2 separate regions of the Mus musculus genome follow, and region 2 is linked to region 1. A link is a contact called in public promoter capture Hi-C data. All regions are on one chromosome and are shown on one strand. Each heading gives the region's core, a stretch centred on a gene start, on an enhancer-like site or on the middle of the called end of the contact. The rest is flanking DNA. Distances are from core to core; before and after follow the strand shown. Region 1 holds the start of Ppip5k2 (diphosphoinositol pentakisphosphate kinase 2). Region 2 holds the start of Slco6d1 (solute carrier organic anion transporter family, member 6d1).

Region 1 (7,412 bases), core at 2,322-4,821:
AGGCCAGCCTGGTCTACAGAGTGAGTTCCAGGACAGCCAGGGCTACACAGAGAAACCCTGCCTCGAAAAACCAAAAAAAAAAAAAAAAAAAAAAAGGGGGGAGATACAATGATAACCAACAAAACGCATATCCTCCTGACCCTCGTGAAGTTTACTTTATAGTGGGGTTAGAGGCTATTTTGAAAGGTTAGCTCAAGCTGCTTCACTCATAGTAGTTAAAAACAGGATGGGACCCAAGTGCCTAATGACAAATAAATATAAAAAATATGGCTTATATACATAATGAAATATTATTCGGCCTTTTAAAAAGAGCTAATTCTAACACATGTAATAACATGGATATAAGCTGGGCGTGGTGGTGCACACCTTTAATCCCAGCACTTGGGAGGCAGAGGCAGTCGGATTTCTTAGTTCGAGGCCAGCCTGGTCTACAAAGTGAGTTCCAGGACAGCCAGAGCTATACAGAGAAACCCTGTCTCGAAAAACCAAAAAAAAAAAAAAAAAAGAACATGGATATAACTTGAGGATATTATGCTAAGTAATTTCTTTAAAAGGCAAAAGTTGTCAAATTCATATCAACAGAAAATAGAATGGTGGTTTCTAGGAACCGAGTGTATCTGGGTTAGATAAATTACCATCTAGTGTTGCCTGGCAGAGCCAGTAATAGCCTAGGGACATGACTTGGGAGCTTTTCCCTGAGGCCCTGTGGCAAGGAACAGTCCCTTCTCTAAAACCTGGAGTCTGCTTGGGACCAGGGCCTTGGGGGTAGCTGTAGCTTTAGGTCTGGAGAACCTAACCTTTGCCACTGAATGTTGCTATAGATAGGAGTGCCAAGGTCACTGCACACTCAGTCCTGGTGCTCTAGAGATACTCAGTGTTCCCTTTGCACACCATGACTTGATTAGCAACATTTCTGCTGTCTTTGTCTCACTATGTGACAGTGCCTTCCACTGACATGGTCCCACTTCTCCCTCAAACTTCTTTTTACAATGCTGTACTTCTTAATAAACTTGCTTGACATAAGCCATCAGCTTTGGCAAGATCCCTGATCCTGGTTTTACTTTCTTCTTTGTCTTCTCATCCTCTGGTCGTCCCACTTAAGACCCTGTCACTGAAGAACTCCCTATTGGATAAGTTCTTTATTACAATCTAAAATATTATATCGTTATTATGTTATTATGATATTACAATAGCGTAAAAAGCAGTAGGATTCTGTATGGAATTCATACTTATTTCCTGTTGGCCCCACCGTTCACTCACTCCTCTCTCCCTTTTCCTTTCACATTTTCGCCCTCTCTGTATTCTCTATTGCATGTTCATATCATATGTGTTCAATTGGTCTCCGTTACCTCCCTCAGAACTGGTCCCCCCGCCCCATCATGGACTCTCTTCTCCATTCCTGGCCCCTACACATAACCACCCCTAAATTAACACATTTATGTCTTAAGATTAGATCTAAGAAGAATACGTCAGAACACGGGAGAACATAGGTATCTTTTTCAGCCTGAGCTAACTTACTTAGGACAGTATTTTCCAGTGTCATTCCTTTTGGTTTGCTTTTGAAATGTTTATTAATGTCATTTCCCTCTAAGGCTGAGTACCAGTCCATAGCACATGTATTCTACAGACATTCTGTGATGGACATCTGGAGTGATCTCATTTCCTTGCTAATGTGAATACAAGAGCAGTAAGCAAAGGTATGTAAATGTCTCTGTGAAAATATTCACATACCCTGGGATATGCCCAGAAGCCGGAGAGTTGGGTCACGTGGAAGTTCTAGTTTTAGTTTGTGAGAGGCCCCGAGCTTACTCCCATGTAGTGCCGCACCCGTTCATACCCCACCAGAACTGAATAAGAGCTCCCTTCCTCCCACCTCTGCATGCTTTTGTCATTTTGTTATTTGACCTCTTAAGGATGGTGACCTTAATGGCCTAAGATGAAATTTCAAATTTGTCTTAATCTGCATTTACCTAGTGGATAAAGATGTTTAACAGTTTTAAAACATAGTTTCGATGACATGTATTTCTCTTTTGAGAATTTTTCACTCAGTCCTTTACCCACTTATAAAACTGGATTCTGTATTTTTTCCTTAGTATTTTGATTTCTCTGCACATTCCAGGCAGCAGTCTTCTACTAGTGGGAATGGTTTTTCCCTACTATGCAGGGTATCTTTTCACTCAAATGTTTCCTTTGCTGTACAGAAGCCTCTCAATTGTGAGAGCTGCCCACATTAGCTACCGTGTCACTGTTACTATAAAATGAGCAGGAAAGGCACCAAGGAGAATGGTTTATTCTGAGTCACAGTTGGACAGCCCTGTGTCCCATGATAGGGAGGCCGGTCAGCTCGGGTGAGGCAGCTGGGCATATGCATTCCGTTAAAAGCTGAGCACCAAAGTGTTGCAATTTCATCAGGATATTTGATTAGGTCTTTACAGCATGTTCCTCGTACAACGTTAAGAACAACAAATATTTTTACCAATACTTATTGCTTAACATCTATAATTTTGTCTTGCGTAACCAATGAAAACAATTAACTATTCTTTTTATTTTTAGCATGAAGCTACTATTAAAGCCAATGAAAGGTTACACAGTAAGTTTGTATTCTAACTTCAAAACACAAAAGTTGTAATGTTTTAATAAACACAGGATTGTGGGATTAGGGTTCCGACTTTTGAATTATTCTGCTTTAATCTCTGAAAACTGAACCCGTACAATTATATATTAACTGGGAGGAGGCAGGGATAAGCCTGAGGCGGCAATACTTCAGACCATACCCTGCCTCTTTTCCCTTTATTTCCATATGCATACAGATAAAGCCGCACAGGACAAATTCAGGTCCATTTTGAAAATTGAGATTTTTTTAAAAAGTGTATTTTCCCTTTAGAGCTTTAAGGTCCCCACCCCACCCCCCTTGAGCTCGTTCCTTTACACAGGTGTACGTTTTCACACTGAATGGTGACTACTATGCAGGACGAAACTCCTCCAGCTTCGGACAAGCGCCGCTGCACTCGAGTTTTGAAGGCAGTCCAGCATTCGCCGCCGCCGGCAAGGGAGAGCTCCGCAAGCTTTTTGACACCTCGTTAACGGACCCCTGAGGGCTAGGTCCCGCTAATCCTTGCCTAAGCAGGAAAAGGACCGTTGACAGCTCAATTATACCGAGTCGCCACCTCCCTGAGCCCAACAGTCCTCGCCTCTTTGCAGCCACCATCCGCGGCGCTGTGCAAGTTCAAGGCCCTCCCGCCCCAAACGGCGCCTGCGCGAAACCTCCGCTAGTCAAACCCGTCCTTAGAGCAGTCGAAGGGGACCGTTTTAAAGTTACTGGAAGGCTACGTCTCCGTTTTTAAAAAAAATGAAGAAAAAAATAAAGAAAAATAGGTATGACAGAACACACTAGAACGACCACTCACCGAAGTGGTCCTAAGTGCAAACGGCAGGTTTTTAACTCTCCTCTCGCGATTTATCTGGTGCTACCGGAAGCGGAACTGCCGGGGGTCGGAGTTCTGGTGGCGCTTGTGGAACAGGAAGGCTCAGGCGGGTCGTTGGTCCGCCGGAAACTGTTCCGGCCGGTGCAGTTTCCGTGGGAGCCCTGTGGAGGGCGGGCAGGGAAGAGGCGTGTCGGAGGCTCCTGAGGTGTGCCAGTGCCAGCGGTTCCGCGGTGGCCGGCGAGGGAAGCTTCAGGTCCACGCCTCCGAGAGCCGCCTCGGCACAAGCGTCCTTCCCTCGCCCCCGCAATTAAAGGGGGAGGAACCGAAACCTGGATGGGCTCAAGCATCTCCCGCAGATCGCTTGCTGCCCGCAGCCACGGCAGGTGAGGACCGGGAGAGGCGACATCTCCGGCAGCCCGAGGCTCGCCGCCGCCTCCAGGTGTTTGCTTTGTCTCTGCTCCACGGTGCGGATGCGGGACACGTGGTCTTGCAAGAGCCACGGACAGTCGCGGAGGGCAGCGTGCTTGTGGACGAGTGACAGAACATCCCCAGGGTCCCTTTCAGGCTTGATTTCTCCTCCGCTTCCCGAGTCGCTTCCTCTTTTCATTTCTAGAGTTTGAAAAGCCCGAAATTGCAGTCCCGCTAGTTAGGGAGCTACCCACGTTCGACTTGTATTTGGATCTCCGTTCACCGAGGGGTGCGCCGTTGTTTGGCTTCTTCTGTGGGGAGAGGTGTCTGTTTCATTCCCTATCCTTTGCTCTGCTTGTCTTTGCTTTCCACACCCACTTCCAAAGAACAAAAGCACTGTGTGTGTGTGCACAGCGGCGTTGCAAGGTAAGAGACGAGGTTGCAGGTCAATGCCGCACCCGCGCCTTATCGATTACACAGCGTTGCGTCCTCCCATGTAGATAGTGACCTTTGGATCTCATCCTGGAGGTTCTGGACAACTTCCTGAGAGTTACCATTCTTGAGGTTTGTGGTAATGGTCGTTTTGCTTTTTGCGTCCTGGAAGACACAGAAGTAGGAAGCATGGCTGACTTAAGCATTAGCCTATACCGGGGCAGGATTTTGTTTCACTATTACAGTTTTTTTTTTCTAACTGAAACCCGTGGTTTTTGAGCAATAATATAACGATAGCTGATATTAGTGTGTAACAGTACCACATGGTTTGCACATATATTGTCATTCATCCTTTCAAGAGGCTCGTGAAGGTTGTTAGGTTATTATATTTTTAAGCCGGAAAATGGAAAGTTAGTGAGGTAGTGGAACTTACCCTGGTTACATTTTGCCACAGGAAAACCTTTGAGTGTTTACTAGAAACTAGATCTGAATCCAGCATCTGTATTCTATTGTCCTGCCATTGCTCTTGTTATTCCAGTTTCTTCACTAACTATCAGAGGTTATGCATCCATAGTGTGCTTGTGTATATGTGTGTGACAAATGACAGTCGTGATCTTTCTGCAAATTCTGTATGTGCTGTAGAATTACATATTTCAGACTGTCGAATGTATTTTCTGCAGCATAGGCTATTTTTTGAAAAGGCAAGTGGAAAAACTGATGACTAGAAGGCTCATAATTGTACAATGCTTGCTATCTCAGTTTTTAGGTAATTATAAAGGTATTAAATTTAACAATTGATAGACTATTGAATCTAATACTAGGCATAAGAGTAGTTCATTTAGTTTTTCTGATAATTTGAAATGTTTGATAATTAGAAACAAAACCCTGAGCACTCACATCATTGTCAGGTGTGAAACAGATCATTGGGAAAGGTACGTATGGAGCACAAGGAGACAAAAAGGTTAAGAAATGTGTTTGGGGTTTGGTAGATGCATGAGAAGAGTCTGGGAAGCATTCTTTGAAGTCTTCCAGTTTATTTCAGGAATAGGAACTACCTCTAAAATGGCAATAAAATCCAAACCAAAAAGCTAACTCAGCAGAAAGGTAAATTCCAGGCAGAAATGCTGACTCAGCAGAAAGAGGTATACCTTTTGAAGAGGGAGAGGAATCAGTCATTTGCCAAAGTTGTATGGAACTTGGAACTGTCTTGGTTTATATAATCGAAAAACCTATTCTAGCTTGCCTTTCCTAGCAGGAAGAAACCAATATTTAACACTTTTTATGTAACTTCTTCCTAGTGCCTTGGAATTTAGCTATCATTTATAATAAAGTTTCCACTAGAAAATGCTTTGGGATCTCAGGAAAACCAGTTATGTGTTTGTATTCCGGTTGAACAGCAGTTGATGGAGCTCCAGTTTCCTTTTTAATTTTTTTATTTTTAGTGGAAATTTACTAATTCCGGGGCTGGACTTCTGGACTTTAGTGGAACCTATGGAAAGATAGCTTGGGGGACTTTTGTAAGGGAACTCTAGATACTATACAGGACTGATGGCTTATTCGGGGTGTTAATTTAAGGAAGAGGCAGCTCAAGCCAGAATGAGTAAACATATGAGAGAGAGGACTGTTTGTCCAGGGCAGTAGGTCGTCCGGTGTGGAGCAGCCAAGTAAAACTGGAGCCTTGAAAAAGGTCTCCACAAAGACCATCAGAAGAGGATCTGCACAGGCAGCCTTCGCTAGAAGGTTCATTCTAAACTGAGTTGCTTATGTTTGTTTTTTGCCAGTTAAAGTCAGAAAAATCTTATTTATAACCATAGTTAACCAGTTATAGAAACAGCTAATGTTTACAGAGTCCTTACTGCATGCTAGCTGTTCTGGCCGCCTGCGTTCTCATTTAATCTTCAAAACTGTATGTGATGTATAACCTCATTCTGTCTGCTGCCTAGAGCTGCTAAGGAATTTTGGGGTGGGGAGCAAGAGTTAAAGTTAAATTTTCAAGAGTGGAGCAGTTCTTACGGTGAGATTCCAAGCAATGTCAGCATCACCTTGGAATTTTAGGAAGGCAAAATATTGCACTCAACCCTAGACCTTACAGTTTAATAGCTCCAGTCCACCAAGTGGTTCTGAGAGATGTTAAGGTTTCCTAGTTGCTGTTTGCCATGTGAGGAAACTAGTAAACTAAAACACATTTCGATTTTTAACTAGTGTTAAGTCTCAAACCTAGCTGCCTGTCAGTTCATTAAAATATAAATTCTCTACTTAAGAATTTCTGATCAAAGCTTTTTGTGATAGGCCAGTAATATGTTTATTATTATGATGCAACCAGTTTATTTGAGGACCATTGCTACAAAAGCAATCTTAAAACTAAAGAAAGGTTCAATTCTGATATTTGAATAATCCATGAATACTTCAGACTAGGCATTTAATATCACTTTGGAGCTCGTGACTGAACATTGATCAAATTGTTGAGTATTGTGTGATGCTATGGCTATAGGCAGTGGAAGTTGTAGGATTTCAAGTGAAATAATCATTGAGAATGTTCTAGATCTCCTCAGATTCACCTTAAATTTCATTTTGTGAGAAACCATATACCACATGAGAGGGAAAATATACTCCATATTTTCTTAGAATTTATTGAACATTTACACTGTGATAAAGAACAATGAAGTTCTGTTTTACTGGTGGTGGTTGTTTTTATGTTTGTGTTGTCATTGTTGTTCCTTGTATTTGTGACCTTAGATTTAAACAGACCTGGCTTTGCACGTTTTTTTTATTAACTATTTGATAACTGATTGATTAACATAGTTTAGATTATTGGAAGACTTGAACCTCACCTGTTCAGTACTATTGAAATGATAGGCATTTATCTATGTACTTCAAGTATTTATAAATAATCCAAAGATGGTTGAGAGACCATTCATTTGCAAAGTAGTTATTGCTTCCTTTTTGTTTTTTTGTTTTTACATTAAGACATCTATCGAAAATGTATCAAAGGGAAAACTAAAGATAGTGTTGCTCATTATCTGAGTAGGACGTTAAAGCTATCTGAATGGCTCAGACAATTTGTTTGTGTGCCTAAACTGCATTCATTGTTGAGCGACATGTTAGGAAGCCCTGCATGTAAAAACTAAGTATTTAACATATAAAAAC
Region 2 (7,412 bases), core at 1,887-4,386, 650 kb before region 1:
ACTATTTCTGACCAGAATACTGTTAAGAGAACAAAGTAAGGAAATGCTTTCATTATCTTCTTTTCATTAGTCATTTTCTCATTGAAGCAAATACCAGTTCTATAAGCTTAAATGGCATTTTAAAACCATGTACAATATACACTTCTTACATTTGTATGCATTTTGATATAAAAATAGTATGTAACTATTCTTATATCAAAATAGTTGTGGTTTATATTAACTACTTTTAAATTTAATATTGCATAAACTTAATAAACATTATAAACTTCAAAAACATTAATGCACGTGGATATGTGTCCTTATTGAATATTCCTTGATAAAAACTGGCTTAACCTGCCAATAAAACCCTATATAAAATAAGGAGCAATCTGAGACAATAGTGTTAGAAGTATACTCCAAGGACATTTCAAGTAGATCTTATTTACTAGGAATAACAAAAATTATTAAATCAACACTGAACAATGTCACAACACCACTATCTTTGTAGATTCAATTGGTAGTCAAAGAGTAGCATACAGCTTTGAAAAAAGGATTAGCTTTCTAGTCACCCCTACATTCTATGTATGCTTATTCCTGTATTTGAACTTCTATGGGTCTGTGCTATGAATAAAACAAACAGAATAATTAAAGTATCTAGTACCAAATAAAAATGACTTTCCAGAGTTCTCTAGAGATTTGTAAAATCCTTAAAATTTTATAAAAGAAGTAATTTTATAAATCATCCAACAATGTTTCTTTCTATGCAAGAGAAAAATCAGAGCACTACAGTTATTATTAAGCATGGTTACATAAGCACATATAGAAGAACGGAGACACAATTACACATCATAAACAATTTTCAATTTCTTGAACCAAAAAGAATTAAATAAATATTCATAATATATGAAGCTATATTTTAAAAAAATCTCACCTTCTTTTACTACGCTCAGTTTTATAATTTCAAAATTAAGGAAAGGAACAGCAAAAACAATTGCAGCAATTCCTGTTAGAAAGCAGCCAGCTGCCACCCAATTTGCTCTATTTCCTCTACCTCCAAAGTGTGCTACAAACATTGAGAACAGAAAAGCAACAAAATTATCACTAGTATCCATTAAGTATTCCTCTATCCGTGATGGAGATAGTTGAGCCACGTAAAGTTTTATAGACTGATCAACAAGAGCAAATATCATACCTAGAAAGAAAAAAGAAAGAAAAGTATAATACAGTTTAATAGATGAAACAGACCACCATTATAATCATTCAAAGAAAATTATATTTATGCTATTTAGGATTATTTTAGAATACTATCAATGAATAAAATCTATAAATAAAAATAAATTTATTAACTTTCATGAAATATTTTACCAGAATATGAGAAGCTATTTTAAGTACCACTATTAGTAGTCTCTTTGAGATAAATTATGTCTGAATCATCTCATCACTATATTATATGTATCATGTTAAATTTTGAAGAATTAGTAAATAATATAATGGATATTTACCAATTTTCTAACTGAAATTATAAAGATATTTGAAACCCAGGTTGGATTTCAAAGTATAACCATGTACCAGATCTAAGATTCTGTCTTTGAAGATTAACATTTCTGAACACTTCCAGTCTTAAAGTAAAAAATAAAACTAATGTATACATTCGTATAAATCATTATAAAGAGTAGGAAATATATAAATTCAGTGTTATCTGTGAACATTCACCATCCAGTGTGTAAAGAAAATAATCATACTAACGGGAAAAATGATGTGATACAAGGAATAGCTACCAACAGATTTCATTTCTTGGAATAGAAACAGAAAATAGTGACAAATTAACATTCATGCTGTGTTTGCAAAGTGGCAGGATCACATGTCATTGCTGAAGCAAGCATAGCTGCTGTCTCCAATTACCTCAAACACTCGTTGGATTACAGGGATCAAGGAATCCTTACTGCTGTTCCTAAAGCTCTGAGAACCAACTGATCCCTGCTGGTCTACTGCCCTAGGGCCAGACATAGGAGCACAGTGATGCTGACTTATCCATGATTGATGCTGATAGAGCACCTATTCCCTACTTTACCTCCAAGAACCCCAATCACTCAGTGTTGCTCCTGCTGCCAAAATCATCACCCAAATCAGATAACCAGAGAAGATTCTGCCTACACTTTTGGTACCGACTTTTGGTAGCCTCTCACTGGCAATTGCTAAGTGTGAATGCCAACAGAAAGCTAGAAGGAGAATGTAGTGTCCAAGTCATTACAAAAAATTTAATTGTTAACTAAAACAATAGAAGAGAAAGAGAAGGAAGAGACAAGAGGCAGGAGAAGACAACATGAGGATAAAAGCAGTCATGTATTTCTTCCTGCGATCTGAACCACTTGAAGTCTCACCACCCCTCAATTCAAAGGTAAGGAAATAAAATCCAGGCAGAAACCTGGTTTGTCAAGAGTGTTTCAAACATGTGAGCAAAAATCATGATGGTGATGCTGTATTCAGTTTTATCTTCCTCTCCCGAGCATTCAACGCAAACGTAAGTTGATCATTAAATAACATGCACTAACTCAACACCAACTTCCCATCTGTTATGAAGCTGTAACCCACAGTATGGAAAGCACCCTGTCAAGCAGGAAGTCAAAGACTGAAGGCAAGGGCAATGCATTGGGTTAACTGATTTTCCTTCAGGTTTAGAAAAAGAGTCAGAAGTCATCCACACGCTCCTTCCCACAGTGTGACAGCCTCATGTCTACTGCAATACATCCTCTCGCCTGAGCAACCCTGCTCCTCCAACTTACTATGAGCCACGACCGCTAAAAACGACAGAGTCAGGAAGGACTTAACATTGTTGAAACGCTGTAAACAAGGGAAAACGAGAGAGCCCAAACCATATGGCTCCTCCGAGGGATCTTTGTATTTTCGATCTGACTTTTTCATATCTGGTGTATCTGCAAACTTCTTCACTGCAGTTGGAAGTGTTACCAGGAACATTTCTAATTTCCTGGGTTCCTTAGTTTTCTGGTGTTCATCCATGTCTACCACCTGAGCCTGCTTCACTGCATCTTTTTGTTTTATCTTGTCCTGGGCCATGGCTTATCAAAAGCAGCTCCGAGGATACTGTAGGAGTGTTTTGAGGCACCCGTGCAATCCCTGAGCCGAGGTGAGTAATGTCACTGCCACTAGAACTCTACAGGGAACGTTATTTCCAGTGCAGGGAACCAACGTCCCTACAGACCTGTTGAGTGACGCTGCGGAAGTTCCAAGACTGAATTCTATCTTCTTTGTTTCACAGAGAAAGTAAGAAGAGGAAAGGAAGGAGGGAGGAGGGAAAGAGAAGAGAGGGGCCCCTGTGAATATTATCAAACAACCTTGAACAAAATGTCGAATAATTGATATTTGTAAAAGAAATGAATGGAGAAATAAACGTGTAAACAAAGGACTGAGAACCAACCATCAGTATCGCCAGTTTTCCTTCAGTGTGGTGTCTCTACAGCTGGATAATCTCATTTGAAAAAAATTCATTTAGATTCTTTAGTAACAAGTAAGTAAGAAAGCAAGTAAATAGCAGGAAACATGAGACAATTTAAGCCAATCCACTGTGATGGAAGATCTAGAAGAACAAGGAAGAATCAGAATAAAAGACATCAAGCAATGGAAATGAATGAACAGATTTGCACTGAGAAAGAGTTCTGCTGAAAATTCATCCCAAGCCAAAAACAGGAAGGCAGGTGTATATTCTACTATACACGAAGGAAGGCAGGTGTATATTTTGCTATAAATGAAGACAGAGGCTACAGAGGAGCACTAACATTAGTGGGAGAAATGTCATTTGAGAGAAGGAGCATGGTATATGGTATGTAACTTGTTTTATATAAAATTGCAATTTCAGATCAGCATCTCTCTTACAATGAAGCTGACTCATGTGTATGCACAAAGTATCTTTTTATTCCAGATGAACCAATCTTCTGTCTTAAGATTTCGACATGTTGCCAAAACTCATGAAGCTTAGAACAATTTTACCACTTGATTTTCAATATGGTACACCAGACAAATAACTGACTAAAAGTGGAAAAATTAGTATACATCCAAAGAATAAAATATTATTCTTCCTTACATTAAAAGACTTGATTTTTTCATCATAATCACTACATGAATAACTGCAAATGCCTAGTTTACTATTTCCTCACACCTGGCATAAATATAATTTCATATTGATTCATTATAATAAAAAGCATAAATGTAGCAGGGTTCCTAAGGATAAAAAATATGATAAGGCTAGAATTCTTCTTCTTCTCCCTGATACTAGACTCCTCGTAACCCAAAGGTAGAAGGAGCAAGATAATTGTGAAACAAGAAAAGCACTGGAAATTTTGTTTCTAGTAACAATATAGAAATCCAAGAGAACACTATTCTAACAGCCAATCAAGATATTCTGAATCAATCAATATTTGGTGTGGTTCAGCAGAGAGCTGAATTTGTAATCAACTGGTAAATTCACTCCAAAGGGTAAGAAGCTATTAGTAAACAATACAGAGCATTCATGTATCTGTTTAAAACGACATAAATATGGAAAGAACCGTGGTAAAATGGAACATGGGAAGCAGTTGAAGTTTTACTGACTTCTTTAGATTTACCCAAAGGTTTGTGTTTGTTTTACCCTATTGTGAAAGGTGTTTTGATGATTTTTTTTTCTCATTCTGTTTGTCATTTGTACATACAAAAGCTACAGGGATTTTGTGTGTCTGTGTAGTGATTTTGTATCCTACTATGATGCTGAAAGTGTTTATATTGATGCAGAAGGTTCCAGTTAGGGTTTTTTCTTTTTGTTTTTCGTTTGTTTGTTTGTTTTTTGTTCTTGGATAAAATCGTATCATCTGCAAGGAAAGATAATTAGACTTTTCTTTCTTATTTAAATCCTGATGATCCTCCTTCATTTGTCTTATTGTACTACCAAAGAGTTTAAGTACTATGATGAGAGCTGTAGCTCTGAGGCGGCGCCATTTTCGGCTACAGACAACCGGCCACCTCCCTGGTGAGAGCACAGGGGTCCACCCGGCCCGAGAGGCTTCTGCCTCACGTTCCGCGGGGGCCACCTTGATTCTGGGACTCTGGCAGTCTGCAGGCTAAAGCAACACAGCTTCTGGGAAAGATCCTGTTTTGGGCCTTCATCTTCGGCCAGGAGGAGGTCCAAACACCAGATAACTCTGCACCTCCCTGAAAGAGGAGAGCTTGCCTGCAGAGACTGCTCTGACCACTGAAACTCAGGGAAGAGAGCTAGTCTCCCTGGTCTGCTGATATAGTGTAACAAAATCACCAGAGGAACAATCTCTAAACAGAGACAACTATAACAACTAACTCCAGAGATTACCAGATGGCGAAAGGTAAACGTAAGAATCTTACTAACAAAAACCAGGACTACTCACCATCATCAGAACCCAGCACTCCCACTTCGCCCAGTCCAGGGCACCCTAACACACCTGAAAAGCGAGACCTGGATTTAAAAGCATATGTCATGATGATGGTAGAGGACATCAAGAAGGACTTAAATAACTCAAAGAAATACAGGAGAACACTGCTAAACAAGTAGAAGACATTAAAGAGGAAACACAAAAATCCCTTAAAGAATTACAGGAAAACATAACCAAACAGGTAGAAGACATTAAAGAGGAAACACAAAAATCCCTTAAAGAATTGCAGGAAAACACAACCAAACAGGTAATGGAATTGAATAAAACCATCCAAGACCTAAAAAGGGAAGTAGACACAATAAAGAAAACCCAAAGTGAGGCAACAGTGGAGATAGAAACACTAGGAAAGAAATCTGGAACCATAGATGCAAGCATCAGCAACAGAATACAAGGAATGGAAGAGAGAATCTCAGGTGCAGAAGATTCCATAGAGAACATCGGCACAACAATCAAAGAAAATGGAAAATGCAAAAAGATCCTAACTCAAAACATCCAGGAAATCCAGGACACAATGAGAAGATCGAACCTACAGATAATAGGAGTGGATGAGAATGAAGATTTTTAATTCAAAGGACCAGCAAACATCTTCAACAAGATTATTGAAGAAAACTTCCCAAATCTAAAGAAAGAGATACCCATGAACATACAAGAAGCCTACAGAACTCCAAATAGACTGGACCAGAAAAGAAATTCCTCCCGACACATAATAATCAGAACAACAAATGCACTAAATGAAGATAGAATACTAAAATCAGTAAGGGAAAAAGGTCAAGTAACATATAAAGGCAGGCCTATCAGAATTACACCAGATTTTTGACCAGAGACTATGAAAGCCAGAAGAGCCTGGACAGATGTTATACAGACACTAAGAGAACACAAATTCCAGCCCAGGCTACTATACCCAGCCAAACTCTCAATCACCATAGATGGAGAAACCAAAGTATTCCACGACAAAACTAAATTCACCCATTATCTCTCCACGAATCGAGCCCTTCAAAGGATAATAACAGAAAAAAAACCAATACAAGGACGGGAACCACGCCCTAGAAAAAACAAGAAGATAATCCCTCAACAAAACTAAAAGAAGACAGCCACAAGAACAGAATGCCAACTTTAACAACAAAAACAACAGGAAGCAACAATTACTTTTCCTTAATATCTCTTAATATCAATGGTCTCAACTCCCCAATAAAAAGACATAGACTAACAGACTGGCTACACAAACAGGACCCAACATTCTGCTGCTTACAGGAAACCCATCTCAGGGAAAAAGACAGACACTACCTCAGAGTGAAAGACTGGAAAACAATTTTCCAAGCAAATGGTCTGAAGAAACAAGCTGGAGTAGCCATTTTAATATCGGATAAAATCGACTTCCAACCCAAAGTTATTAAAAAAGACGAGGGACACTTCATACTCATCAAAAGTAAAATCCTCTAAGAGGAATTCTCAATTGTGAATATCTACACTCCAAATGCAAGGGCAGCCACATTCATTAAAGACACTTTAGTAAAGCTCAAAGCACAGGTTGCACCTCACACAATAATAGTGGGAGACTTCAACACACCACTTTCATCAATGGACAGATCGTGGAAACAGAAACTAAACAGGGACACAGTGAAACTAACAGAAGTTATGAAACAAATGGACCTGACAGATATCTACAGAACATTTTATCCTAAAACAAAAGGATATACCTTCTTCTCAGCACCTCACGGGACCTTCTCCAAAATTGACCATATAATTGGTCACAAAACAGGCCTCAACAGATACAAAAATATTGAAATTGTCCCATGTATCCTATCAGACCACCATGGCCTAAGACTGATCTTCAATAACAACATAAATAATGGAAAGCCAACATTCACGTGGAAACTGAACAACACTCTTCTCAATGATAGCTTGGTCAAGGAAGGAATAAAGAAAGAAATTAAAGACTTTTTAGAGTTTAATGAAAATGAAGCCACAATGTACCCAAAC

Evidence for each region. Promoter capture Hi-C pulls out the DNA fragments that hold promoters and counts their contacts.
Region 2: a contact with region 1 is called in a promoter capture Hi-C map of hippocampal neurons, with 5 times the contacts expected there. The contact joins the promoter of Slco6d1 here to the promoter of Ppip5k2 in region 1. A contact is called at or near these places in 2 of 39 promoter capture datasets (hippocampal neurons and maxillary cranial neural crest).

The regions. Positions count from the first base shown.
Region 1 is chr1:97,766,251-97,773,662 of GRCm38.p6, reverse strand. Ppip5k2 (diphosphoinositol pentakisphosphate kinase 2) reads left to right here and starts at 3,571. Exons shown (of 28, transcript NM_173760.5): 1 at 3,571-3,808. Gin1 (gypsy retrotransposon integrase 1) reads right to left here and starts at 3,491. Exons shown (of 8, transcript NM_026250.3): 1 at 3,408-3,491.
Region 2 is chr1:98,416,848-98,424,259 of GRCm38.p6, reverse strand. It overlaps Slco6d1 (solute carrier organic anion transporter family, member 6d1), which reads right to left and starts at 3,136. Exons shown (of 14, transcript NM_027584.1): 1 at 2,763-3,136; 2 at 911-1,171. The coding sequence starts at 3,054.